2 separate regions of the Mus musculus genome follow, and region 1 is linked to region 2. The links are chromatin contacts, called in public Hi-C maps. All regions are on one chromosome and are shown on one strand. Each heading gives the region's core, a stretch centred on a gene start, on an enhancer-like site or on the middle of the called end of the contact. The rest is flanking DNA. Distances are from core to core; before and after follow the strand shown.

The links. A called contact is a pair of places that touch in the nucleus more often than the background predicts.
Region 1: a Hi-C map of embryonic stem cells shows a contact between it and region 2, with 2.7 times the contacts expected there. The contact joins two enhancer-like sites. A contact is called at or near these places in 9 of 39 promoter capture datasets (the 3T3-L1 cell line, 3T3-L1-derived adipocytes, the C10 cell line and 4 more), 15 of 484 Hi-C or Micro-C datasets (the AML12 cell line, B cells, bone marrow-derived macrophages and 6 more), 4 of 115 datasets of contacts at active chromatin or transcription factors (embryonic stem cells and fetal liver) and 1 of 9 other capture datasets (embryonic stem cells).

Annotation. Positions count from the first base shown.
Region 1 is chr4:105,297,082-105,303,474 of GRCm38.p6, reverse strand. No RefSeq gene overlaps it. Among named protein-coding and RNA genes, the nearest start is that of Gm40217, 19 kb to the left of the region's middle. Within about 2 kb of position 3,929, at least 4 of the 459 cell types and tissues checked have an H3K27ac peak or open chromatin away from gene starts, as enhancers often do. A contact at or near this core is called in embryonic stem cells, where this site is marked.
Region 2 is chr4:105,169,109-105,175,783 of GRCm38.p6, reverse strand. All of the region lies in intron 1 of Plpp3 (phospholipid phosphatase 3), which reads right to left. Among named protein-coding and RNA genes, the nearest start is that of Plpp3, 15 kb to the right of the region's middle. Within about 2 kb of position 5,348, at least 55 of the 459 cell types and tissues checked have an H3K27ac peak or open chromatin away from gene starts, as enhancers often do. A contact at or near this core is called in embryonic stem cells, where this site is marked.

The DNA of each region.
Region 1 (6,393 bases), core at 2,680-5,179, 130 kb before region 2:
AAAAACAGCAGGGGAAATGTTGTCTACCTGTCTACATGTCCTGTCACGGTCACACTGACCCTCATTACCTGCATGAGAAAGTGTTTTAGAAGTAGCCTAACTGAAATATCTCTCTCTCTCTCTCTCTCTCTCTCTCTCTCTCTCTCTCTCTCTCTCTCCATCTCCCTCTCCCTCTCCCTCTCCCTCTCCCTCTCCCTCTCCCTCTCCCTCTCCCTCCCCCTCCTCCTCCCTCTGCTATAGTCTCCAAAAGGAAGTCACTGTGCACAAGCCACATTACTTTCCAACTCCTTTGGGCAGAAGATCTACAAATTGCTTGGAATTCACTTGTATGGAAATTTGTATATATTCCCTTCCTGGTGTATTCCCACTGTTATTGAATTATATCAGTAGAAACACAGAAATAATTTTCATATTATTGGCTCAATGGCTTTTCTCATGTCTCTTGCATTCTTCAGGACTGCAACACTAGTGTCCTCTGGACAGCATCGTGTTCTACTGTGAGCCTGAGATATAGCTTGGCTCCTGGACAAGAAAAAACATTTTTGTAGGCAGTCTTTGCCCAGCAGGGCACCAATTTGCTTAGCATAATTATACCCTAGAGCCTTTGATGGGAGAAGAGTCTCACCTTCAGTGTATGTTCCCTTTTGTCTTGGTACAAAGTTCATGGGTTCCCCTAATGACCTTAATCTCCTTAGCAACTGTATTCATCCTATCTTCATTTGCATCATCTGACTTTGGCCACTTGCAGGCTCCTTTCTACATGATTTTCCAATTTCTCCTCTGCTCTGCTCTTTGCTCTCTATTCTTACTATAAAGCTGGCTAAAAGTAATGAGCAACAGCCATACCACAGCCTGCAGGTGATGCTATCTTGAACTCGTCTTTATTTCCAGCCGTAGCATGAGTCGTCTTTAGCCCAGTTCCCAATAGACTTTATTCTCACGTGGAATCTCACAAGCATAATTTTTACTGTCCACGTTTCTAACAGCATTCTGGTCCTCAAATTCCCATCAGAATCACCTATTCATTTCTGCTAATAACATCACAGGGCTTCTCTATCCTGTACCTCCATACTTTACTAGAATTTATTTCCCACAGTTTAACACAGTACCAGAACACCTCTATGATGCCGAATCTCTGTACTGGTTCCTTTTTTTTTTTTTCCAATACTCTGATAACATACCTGACAGAACCAACTTAATGTATGAAGGATTTATTTTGGCTCAGTTTCAGAGGCAGTCCATCACAGTAGGGAGGGCCTATCACAGGGGAACAGTTCGATCCATCCCTGTGGGAACTGCCATATGGTATAGACCACAGGAGGCAGAAAAGCAAGCCAGAATGAGGAGGCAGGCATAGCGTTTAAGGGCCTATTCCTAGTAACCTACTCTTCCAGCTAGATCTGACTTCTTCAAAACAGCATCTAGAGCCGAGGAGAAGCCATTCAGGACGTGAACCTGTGCTGGACATTCCAGAGTCAAACCATAACAAGGACTTGAACACATCTCATTTTGCCTTTAATTTTGTAGATCTCATTCATCACCAAAGTTACTCAAGACAGCAGTGTTTTATTCCCCACCACAAACGTTCACTGTGATTTTAAAATTATTTATTCATTTTATGTATATGTGTACACTGTAGCTGTCTTCAGACACACCAGCAGAGGGCAACCATTACAGATGGTTGTAAGCCACCATGTGGTTTCTGGGAACTGAACTCATGACCTCTGTCTGAAAAAGCAGTTGGTGTTCTTAACCACTGACTGAGCCATCTCCCCAGCCTTCACTGTGATTTTTACATACATTTAAATAATAGTATGTTGGGGTGGGGGGAGGAAGAGTGGTTCTAGAGAGATAACTCAGCAGCTAAAAGCACTGGCTACTTTTCCATAGGAGCCTGGTTGATTCCCAGCATACACAGGCATTTCACAACCATCCCTAACACCATTTCCAGGAGGTCTGAGGCCACCAGGCAAGCACTTGGTGCATGAAGGCAAAATGCTCAAACACACAAAATAAATAAATGTTTAAAAACTCTTCAGGGTTATACTGTTTTGTCACGTTGTAAAAATCTATCCTGGAAAGCTTAGCATTTGGATGATGCTCAAAATGTGATACTTTAAGGTTAGTTGTGTACTACTTAGTTTAATAAGTGCCTCCTAGGAGGCTGGTGAGATGGCTCAATGGGTAAGAGCACCTGACTGCTCTTCCGAAGGTCTGGAGTTCAAATCCCAACAACCATATGGTGGCTTACAACTGGCTCACAACCATCTGTAACAGCTACAGTGTACTTACATATAAATAAATAAATCTTTTTTAAAAAATAATAAGTGCTATAGAAAATTACTTGCTACTAAATTACCTTCTATTCAGTCTTTGGGAACCCTGGGAACTACTGACCCTTTTATTGTGGCTGTGGTGCTCCTGTTTCTAGAACATGTGTGGGGGTTATATGGTATGTGGCCATTTCAGATAAGATTCCCTTATTTAGCAACATGTACTATAATCTAGCTTTGTCTTTTCATAACTTGATAGTTTCTTGGTTTTCAAAAATCATGAAATATGCTGGGTGATGGTGGTACATGTCTTTAATCCCAGCACTTGGGAGGCAGAGGCAGGAGGATCTCTTGAGTTCAAGGACAACCTGGTCTGCAGAGCTAGTTCCAGGACAGCCAAGGCTAAAATGAAGAAACCCTGTCATGGAGGGAAAAAAATCATGAGATAATATTCCATCTTACATACATGCCACAATTTGTCTAGTTGTTTGCTTATTGCAGGACATTGTGTGGCTATGAATTTCCCATGCCTTAATTATGCAAGTAAGATGATAGTGTGTGGTTTTCTTCAGGCCTGTTTTAAACCAGTTGAGACATATCTGCAAATACAATCGCTACATTACATGATGAGAGTATATTTAAATAGTTTTGTAAGAAATGACCATGCTTTTCTTCATAGCTAAACATTAGAAGCACAACTTTCATTCACAAGCAGTGCCTGAAACTCTCCTTTCACACTGGGTTGGGCTTCTAACAGTTGCAGGGTAATAATACCTCATGGTCTTGATATCTTGTAACTCCCTGATGACAAATAACTTTGTTCCTCTATCCACACAAGCATTTGCCTTTCTAGTATCTCATTTGATAAGGCCTCTATTTAGATTAAATTGTTTTCTTATCATTGAGTTCACAAGCTCTGTGTATACTTTGAATATAACTCCTTTATCAGACATGTGTTTTGTAAATATTTTCTCCCGTCCTGTGACTAGTCTTCAGGCCATCTTAATAGCATCTTTCAGAGAGGAGGCTTAATTGCAGTGAGCAACCTCTCCTCCCACAGGTGATGCCGCCTTTGATGTACCTCAGAGCTCATCACCAAACCGAGGGGCTCTAAATATGGCTGGCCTCTTACACAACCACTGAATCACTGCTCTTAAAGGGGGAGGACATTATCTTCATTTTATAAGAGAAAGTTGTCTACCACATTGTTTCCCTCTCAAGTATCTTTAAACATGCAAAAGGCACCAGAAGAAAAGAGGTAGTCAACAGTAGCCTAAGACAGAGCCTGACTATCCAAGAGCATAGCTGTATTTGCTGTAATGAGACTATCAAGTTGTCATTTCTGAAGTACACAGTCAGCCCTCCACTTACCAATACCATCACACTATCAGCATTTCCCCCAACCACTATTGCTGCCACCACCAGAACGAACACACACACACACACACACACACACACACACACACACACACACCACTAGTGCTCTGACAAAGCAGGTGCCTTATTAGCGAATGTCCTGTTTTTAATTGGTTGATGTCACTTCACCCAGAACAGTGACATGCTTCACCAGGGACTTTGGAGCCCCAGTTTGGGGAGTAAACCAGACTGTCTGCAAGGAAGGTCAGGCTTAAGTGCCTCACCAATGTCACACAGCTAACAAGTGCCAGGATCTGTCAGGAATGAGGTACTCTGTAGCCAGTGACCCAGAGAGGTCTGGAGGCTCAGTGACGGTGCCAGGGCCCTTGGCAAAGACATCCCCATGCTCAGGATGACAATGCCATTTAAAGAGCTAACCCTCGGCAGAGTGAAAAAGAAGGTGAGGGTCCGGGACCCGCCGAACTTAGGAAATTAGTCTGAACAGGTGAGAGGGTGCGCCAGAGAACCTGACAGCTTCTGGAACAGGCGGAAGCACAGAGGCGCTGAGGCAGCACCCTGCGTGGGCCGGGGACAGCCGGCCACCTTCCGGACCAGAGGACAGGTGCCCACCCGGCTGGGGAGGCGGCCTAAGCCACAGCAGCAGCGGTCGCCATCTTGGTCCGGGACCCGCCGAACTTAGGAAATTAGTCTGAACAGGTGAGAGGGTGCGCCAGAGAACCTGACAGCTTCTGGAACAGGCAGAAGCACAGAGGCGCTGAGGCAGCACCCTGTGTGGGCCGGGGACAGCCGGCCACCTTCCGGACCGGAGGACAGGTGCCCGCCCGGCTGGGGAGGCGACCTAAGCCACAGCAGCAGCGGTCGCCATCTTGGTCCGGGACCCGCCGAACTTAGGAAATTAGTCTGAACAGGTGAGAGGGTGCGCCAGAGAACCTGACAGCTTCTGGAACAGGCGGAAGCACAGAGGCGCTGAGGCAGCACCCTGCGTGGGCTGGGGACAGCCGGCCACCTTCCGGACCAGAGGACAGGTGCCCACCCGGCTGGGGAGGCGGCCTAAGCCACAGCAGCAGCGGTCGCCATCTTGGTCCGAGACCCGCCGAACTTAGGAAATTAGTCTGAACAGGTGAGAGGGTGCGCCAGAGAACCTGACAGCTTCTGGAACAGGCAGAAGCACAGAGGCGCTGAGGCAGCACCCTGTGTGGGCCGGGGACAGCCGGCCACCTTCCGGACCAGAGGACAGGTGCCCGCCCGGCTGGGGAGGCAACCTAAGCCACAGCAGCAGCGGTCGCCATCTTGGTCCCGGGACTCCAAGGAACTTAGGAATTTAGTCTGCTTAGGTGAGAGTCTGTACCACCTGGGAACTGCCAAAGCAACACAGTGTCTGAGAAAGGTCCTGTTTTGGGCCTTCTTCTTCGGCCAGGAGGAGGTCCAAATACAAGATATCTGCGCACCTTCCCTGTAAGAGAGCTTGCCAGCAGAGAGTGCTCTGAGCACTGAAACTCAGAGGAGAGAATCTGTCTCCCAGGTCTGCTGATAGACGGTAACAGAATCACCAGAAGAACAATCTCTAAACAGAGTCAACTATAACTACTAACTCCAGAGATTACCAGATGGCGAAAGGTAAACGGAGGAATCTTACTAACAGGAACCAAGACCACTCACCATCACCAGAACCCAGCACACCCACTTCGCCCAGTCCAGGGAACCCCAACACACCTGAGAACCTAGACCTAGATTTAAAAGCATATCTCATGATGATGGTAGAGGACATCAAGAAGGACTTTAATAAATCACTTAAAGAAATACAGGAGAACACTGCTAAAGAGTTACAAGTCCTTAAAGAAAAACAGGAAAACACAATCAAACAGGTAGAAGTCCTTACAGAAAAAGAGGAAAAAACATACAAACAGGTGATGGAAATGAACAAAACCATACTAGACCTAAAAAGGGAAGTAGACACAATAAAGAAAACTCAAAGCGAGGCAACACTAGAGATAGAAACCCTAGGAAAGAAATCTGGAACCATAGATTTGAGCATCAGCAACAGAATACAAGAGATGGAAGAGAGAATCTCAGGTGCAGAAGATTCCATAGAGAACATCGGCACAACAATCAAAGAAAATGGAAAATGCAAAAAGATCCTAACTCAAAATATCCAGGAAATCCAGGACACAATAAGAAGACCAAACGTACGGATAATAGGAGTGGATGAGAATGAAGATTTTCAACTCAAAGGTCCAGCAAACATCTTCAACAAAATTATTGAAGAAAACTTCCCAAATCTAAAGAATGAGATGCATATGAACATACAAGAAGCCTACAGAACTCCAAATAGACTGGACCAGAAAAGAAATTCCTCCCGACACATAATAATCAGAACATCAAATGCACTAAATAAAGATAGAATACTAAAAGCAGTAAGGGAAAAAGGTCAAGTAACATATAAAGGCAAGCCTATCAGAATTACACCAGATTTTTCACCAGAGACTATGAAAGCCAGAAGAGCCTGGACAGATGTTATACAGACACTAAGAGAACACAAACTGCAGCCCAGGCTACTATACCCAGCCAAACTCTCAATTATCATAGAGGGAGAAACCAAAGTATTCCACGACAAAACCAAATTCACGCATTATCTCTCCACGAATCCAGCCCTTCAAAGGATAATAACAGAAAAAAACCAATACAAGAACGGGAACAACGCCCTAGAAAAAACAAGAAGGTAATCCCTCAACAAACCTAAAAG
Region 2 (6,675 bases), core at 4,099-6,598:
TCTCCCGGTGAGATACCCTTACTAAACAGGCAATATCCACAGGCCCTTTCTGGTCAAAGACAGAGAGTGCTGTCAAGTCCAGGTTTTACAGACTGTCCAGACTTGGCTGGTAGACAACAGGTAGCCTCTGAAACCAACTTTCCAGGGTTTCAGCAGAACCCCTCACTGTATGGGGAAACTTTATACTTCCTCCCTCGATCGCCCGGGTCCCTCTTCTCGGCAAGTCCCAGGGCACTCTTCCAATCCCACAGTGCTCTGTGCTGAAGCCAAGCCCCAGTTTCCAGCCTCAAAGGGCCCTTTGTTTAGGCTCGCTTTCCCAATCAGCGTATCCTGAGCTTGAACCCCTAGCTTTTGAGAACTCTGAAGCCTTGGCAGTGGAGGGCTTGCCAGCAGGTTTGCGGCCCTTAACAGCTCTCACAAGCCTCAGTGTGAGGGAATGTCTCTAGCTCAGAAACGCTTTTCATGGGAGGGAGGGAGGGGAGGGAGGGAGTATTATTTTAAGAGTTGCAAAAACAACTTCAAATCTCCTCTTTAGTCTTTAATTGCTACCAGAAGACTGAGAACTTCTTGTTCTCTCATACTTAATTAAGATGATAGTTTTAATCAACTTTAAATGATATTGGTTAATATGCTCTGCTCAATCTCTCAGGCAGGTTTTGCATCAGAACACTGGAATGCATTAAAGACAAATTTCCAACATGGTCTCCCCACCTGGAGAACACCTTCAGCCAGGGCAGATGGAAGGGGGCTACATCTGCACAGCTGCCGCTCCACTCTCTGGGAGGCTCCAGAGCACTTTGCAGAGGGCAGACAGGCCGAATCCAACGCATGCTCAGAGTGGACAAGCTGCAGATTCAGCAGGCACTCTCCACCACACTTACTTCTTCTAAAGCTTGCCAATCCTCCATGACACCCAGCAGTACTCAAACACTTCTGGGGTCAGGGTACACTAATACCAAAGGAGCTACGGTCTCTAGGCACCTTTCAATCTCCCAACAGCCTGTGAAATAGAAATTACTGTCCTATTTCACAGATGGAAACAATAGTTTGGAAAGGTCATTTATAAACTAGCAATCGAACCCCAAAACAGCCTGACTCTATGACATAGCTTTCTATTGGGGCTCATAGCCTCTTTAAGTTTAAAACTTCCAGACTAGGGGAACTATGATGGGAAATTGTGTCATCTGTCCTCTTCGGTGACAGTGTCTATAGATTCAGCCATCAAGATCTCCAGTGAACCAACAGTGTCTTGGGGTACAAGCCTTTTTGTCCCCGAGGGATTCTACATATATTACAGACCCCAAGGCAAGGAAACATAGCCATGATTGTGAATGATTTGTTTTAGGATCACTAACTAGCATTGGGGCAGTTATGACTTCAAGTCATGGTGCTTAAGTGTCCAAGTTGAATGGTGATGGTGCTGGGTGTGGGTAGAAAGCAGCTTTCAGAATGGGTTCTCCTTCTACAGCCGATGGGAAGGAAAAAGCATGGGAACAAAGGGCAGACGCAGGGAGTTGCATGTTGTTTCTTTAGAAGAAGTAAGACCAAGCTGGGCGGTGGTGGCGCACACCTTTAATTCCAACACTTGGGAGGCAGAAGCAAGCTGATTTCTGAGTTCGAGGCCAGCCTGGTCTACAAAGTGAGCTCCAGGACAACCAGGGCTATACAGAGAAACCCTGTCTTGAAAAACAAAACAAAACAAAAACAAAAACAACAAAAAAAAGTAAGACCAACACATGAAGGTAGACCTCAACTAAGACAGTCAAAACAAGGCTCACAACAGCCCAGACTCCTGGCTGTGGGTGTGTTGAGGAAGCAGAATGTGAAGAGATGGTGAATTCAGGACATTCCTCTTTGAAACTAATTTTATTTGGGGGATTTCTTTAACAGTATTACTGTGCATTGGGTCAAGGTTTCCAAGGCTTTGTAGACCACTGACACATGAGATCAATATCTAATTTACAAAATAACCAAATCTAGAGTTTAAAGAGATGTTTAAAACTATGCTTCCCTCTATGGATTTGACCTTAAATCTGTTTGTAGAAGTTTTTTTTTTTTTTTTTTTTTTTCCTCTAGTGTCTACCCATTTTCTGAGCCCTCTAAGTTCTCAGAGTGTAGTTTCCCCATCTATAAATAAGGGTGGGAAAGGAAGAATTCTTGATGCTTCAATCCTCTATCTTAGACATCCTAAGACTATCCTAAAGAGTGGCCATTGAGCTGGGCGTGGTGACACGCGCCTTTAATCCCAGCACTTGGGAGGCAGAGGCAGGCAGATTTCTGAGTTCAAGGCCAGCCAGGTCTACAAAGTGAGTTCCAGGACAGCCAGGGCTACACAGAGAAACCCTGTCTTGAAAACAACAAAAAAGAGTGGCCATCCATACTGGGCTGATCAGGGACAGCACTGTGCTAAGATGGCTTCACCAGGGTGGCCCTCTCCTTGATAAATAGTAGCAATGTTACTTACTGTCTTTGGCATTCTTCCTCCAACCCCTCTTTCTAACATAGGGGTAAAAACCCATGGTGTCTGTTACTTTTACACAGAGGACATGGTGTATTCCTGTCACCACACCTGGCCAGCATCTGCTCCAGAAGACATAAGAGGTAGGGGCCACACCCCATTCATCATTAGATCATTAAATCTCCAAAGCTAGTGTAGTCCCAGACATATTCACCGAAAGGACTTATCTTGCATTGTTTAATAGAACAGTTTCCCAGAGGAAGTACCCAGATGCAGCAGAAAAGGAACCAGAGGATGCCTCACACTGGAAAAGTTAGCAGTCAAGAACAAGGGAAAGTGACTTGGCCATAGTGGCCCAGTAAGTTAGCCACAGTCAGGACATAAACCGAGATCTGGCTGTCTCCCAGCTCAGGTATCATTTCTCTACTGTTTTGGTTGCCCACATGTGTGAGGCCCTGGATTCAATCCCTGCAGTACAAGAAAATCATTCATTCATTCATTCATTCATTCATCCATCCATCCATTTTTCTAGTTCTCTCTTGCTTTTCCTCTTCCTGTTAGAAGCCTGTAAGGTAGGGGTAGAATGAAGTAGGTTAAACTTTTTTTAAAAAAAGAAACCATCATGGTTAGTGCAAATTCACTTTTGTGGATCAAGTTTATAACATCATAAGATAATATAAAAGCTAAGTTTAAAAACCTAAGTTGTCTTAAGTTAGGTGCACACTCCCACTCTCACATTTCTCAGACTATTATAGGTGGTTACCAACTCTAGCCAGTTGGTTTTTTTTGTTCCATTTCATCACAATGACTTATAGGAAGCAGGTTTTAAGCGGTACTTAGCTTTATAATTATACTTAATAACACATGTATTTATAGAAAAAAAGATACCTTGAGATTGTGGAATTATCTGAGACAAAACTTTGATTGTCCTCTTTGGCTTTACGTCCTTACTGTCTAAAATATCTTTTTTACTTATATGCTTTTCAATAAAATTCGTAAGTTGTATTATAAAAGAAACTCCAAATTTAATAAGATGGTACAATGGTATAAGGCAAACCCATTTTTAAAACTTTATGTTATTTTTTATCATTAGAAAGATTTACCCAAAGTGGCATGGGGGGTAAACTCTGCTCAAAAAAAAAAAAAAAAAAAAAAAGAAAATCAAGGAATGCCTGAGATCTTGCCTACCGAGAACGGGGTAGCACATTCCTAACTAGGAAGAAGAGTGACAAGGTTTGGGGAAGGCTGGAAAAGCCATCAAATATATGTGTCTGAGACCCAAGTGTGCAACAAAGGAGGGCAGAGATGGGAAGGCAGGACCAGCAGAGAAAGGGAAGGCAAAGGCCACGGTAGAACCAAATCCTGAAGGGTCTCAAGTATGGTGAGAGCTGTACTCTACAGACTTTGGGATGCTGTTCTGAGGAAAAGGACCTGGGTGTTCAGAACTGTCATTCAGAAGAGCAACTTTTGGGTACATACTGCCCAAGGACACCTATGGACTGCCACCTGGAGATACAATCCGAAGGGACATTTTCCCTTATCTGGTAATAGCAGGTACTCAATGCACAGTCTTAGAAATGGGAACAGTAGAGAGAAAAGGGCACATTTCAGACAAAACTGCATTCACATCACAAGTATTAATTACAACTTTCAAAGTATTTCCTGCTCACATGGCATGCCATCTGTTGCAAGAATTCACCCTCATTTTATCCGTTCACCAAATGACAGCAATGTGTCCAAGTTTCTCCAGCAAATACCACAAGTATTGAGCCCAAACAGCAAGAAGCTTCCTGTCAGACCCTTATTCTTATCATTTCACTAAAGTATCACACCAAAACACCTGGCTGCACTCCTCCACCAACTGCTGTGCGTCTGTCTGTCTGTCCTCTTACTTGCTCCTTCAAGGCAGGCTCCACCCCCTCAGTGTATTCCCCTGGATCTTCCGCCACACACTGTCTTTATCTCAGTAAACAAAAGGAAAAGAGAAGATAGCTGGCTGGTCAAACCCAGGAGTATTCTCTGCGGTGGCTCTCGGACAATGGAGAATGGTGGATGAGCCAGGGACTCCCTTCCCCAGTTTACTTGTGGGTATTTCCTGCTCGCCCATTACTGGTGCAGGAAGAACCCTGCCATGGTTCCTAAGGAGTCCATCACCAATGAGGCTGCTCTGCATTCTAAGTGGGAAGGATGTGTGCAAATGGGACCGCTCGCAGCCCTATTTAACTTTACCATGGGTCTGTGTTTGTCAAAGCTCTATGCCAACCCCCTCAGAAAGAAATACCACAAAACTTCTTTAAGGGAGGGTAAAAAGACCTACTTTATACACTTGGTCTCATGCTAATCAGGGCACCATTGAAATCCCAGCTGAATAGGAGTCCTACAATAGCCTGGGAAACACGAGGTGGTCTCTCCACAGCGCAGGCTGCTCCAGTCAAAGCGGCTCACTCCCTGGCTTTTTAACTCCTTTGGAGAAGATGGAGAAGAAGGGGAATTAACACTGGGATCAGAAACTGCTATTCCTGTGCAGAAAAGTCACCCCACTTCTGCGTGACACTTATCAGCTTCTCTGGCCATTTTTTCTAAGGCATCTGATGCAGCTGCTGTCCTTGGTAGACGTGTAACGGAAGGGGACACAGGGTTCAGCGGCCAGCTAAAGGGAGATTCTAAAACAGCACTTTGCTGGGAATCTTAGTAAATAATTTCTGTTAGAGATTAACTGGTTGAATTATTAATGCAGCGTGTCACCAGCCTCCAATAAGAAATGAGACTGGCCCTGCTTTCTAGATAAAAAAAAAAAAAAAAAAACAAAACACTGAAGTGAGTGCCAGCCTACTCCACAGGGTTGTTGTGAAATTCAAGTAAGTTAATAATGCATGAAGCGCCTTAGTGCACAGCTTGTCACATAATGAGGATTCAGTCAAGTCCATGGCCTTCCAGCCTGGAGTTCAGTCTCACCTCTATTCTCTTAGGAATTTACACAGGAACAGGAAATACTGACATGGGTAAAAGGTTTTAAACCCCAAATCAAACTTAACTACTTTATAGGGCCCGATAATTTTAAGGCATTCTGACGGGTTCGCTTTACTCACATGCTTGTTAGTGAAAATCTAAACGCCAGTCTTTACTCTCGGAGGAAAAAAAGGTAGGCTGTTGGTTGGTTCATGGCCGAGAGTACCACCATTCTCTATCCCAAATCCTGCCACTCAATATCTCCGAACAGCAGCTGCCTCACCCATCCCAGCACAGCATCAATTAGAGGACGGTGGCTCCTTCCAGGCCTTAAGTCCTGGTGGGATGGTGATGTGGCTGACTACAGGGTAAGTATTCAAAAACATCTGCTGCCCTAGCCTCTTCCAGCTGACAGAGGACAATGCTACTCCAGGTGTCAAGGCTGGATTTTGTTGTCTGCTTGGGGGGCGGAGCAGGGCGGGGTAGAGCTCTACAATGAGAAAAACTGACTGAATATCTAAATACAGATTCTCAGACTTACATGTTGTCATCTGGAAGAATCCGTCAGTGAAACATTGCTAATTGATAATAAATGACCAATTTCACAGTTGTGACAAGCACAACTGCACACGATCAGTTTTAAAGCAAACTCAGAGTTTCTTAGCCCCATCAACGGACTTGGGAAAATTGAATCTAAAATTCCTGACAGCTTATTTCTCCCAGGAATGGAGAGCCATGTCCTTGGAATGCTTTGACCCAAGATGTATATTTTATCTTCCCAGCCAGTCCCTAGGAGCTCTGCGCTCTTACAATGCCTCAAGTTCAGGCCTTTCAAAGGAGTCCTTCACAAAGGTGCTAGGAGCCCACCAGCCCCCCTGCCACGCCATTGGAATTGCTCTCTAAATAGATTTCAATGAGAAGTTCCTGAACAAAAGACTCTCTAATAAGTTGGTAACACCTTTGGAAATATTTTTAAAGTCTCAGCTTCCTAGAAGTTCCTCCTCCTGGGCGCTGTGTGTGCAGTTGGTGCAGAACAAAGCGCCACGCATTTAATCAAAACAGCCGCTAAGGGCAAGATGTCAGCAAATGCAAAGATGAGAAATGATGTGTTAGGCTGTTCCTCCCTAGAAGCCTACAGAGGCCAAATTGACCAAAACAGCCCCTTTGGGCAAGTGTCTAATGAAATGGGCTGTGCGGCTGAGAAACATTTCTGCCACTTCCTGTTGGTGGTTGCTAACTTAGTAACAATGTGGGTCATTTGTGGGGAA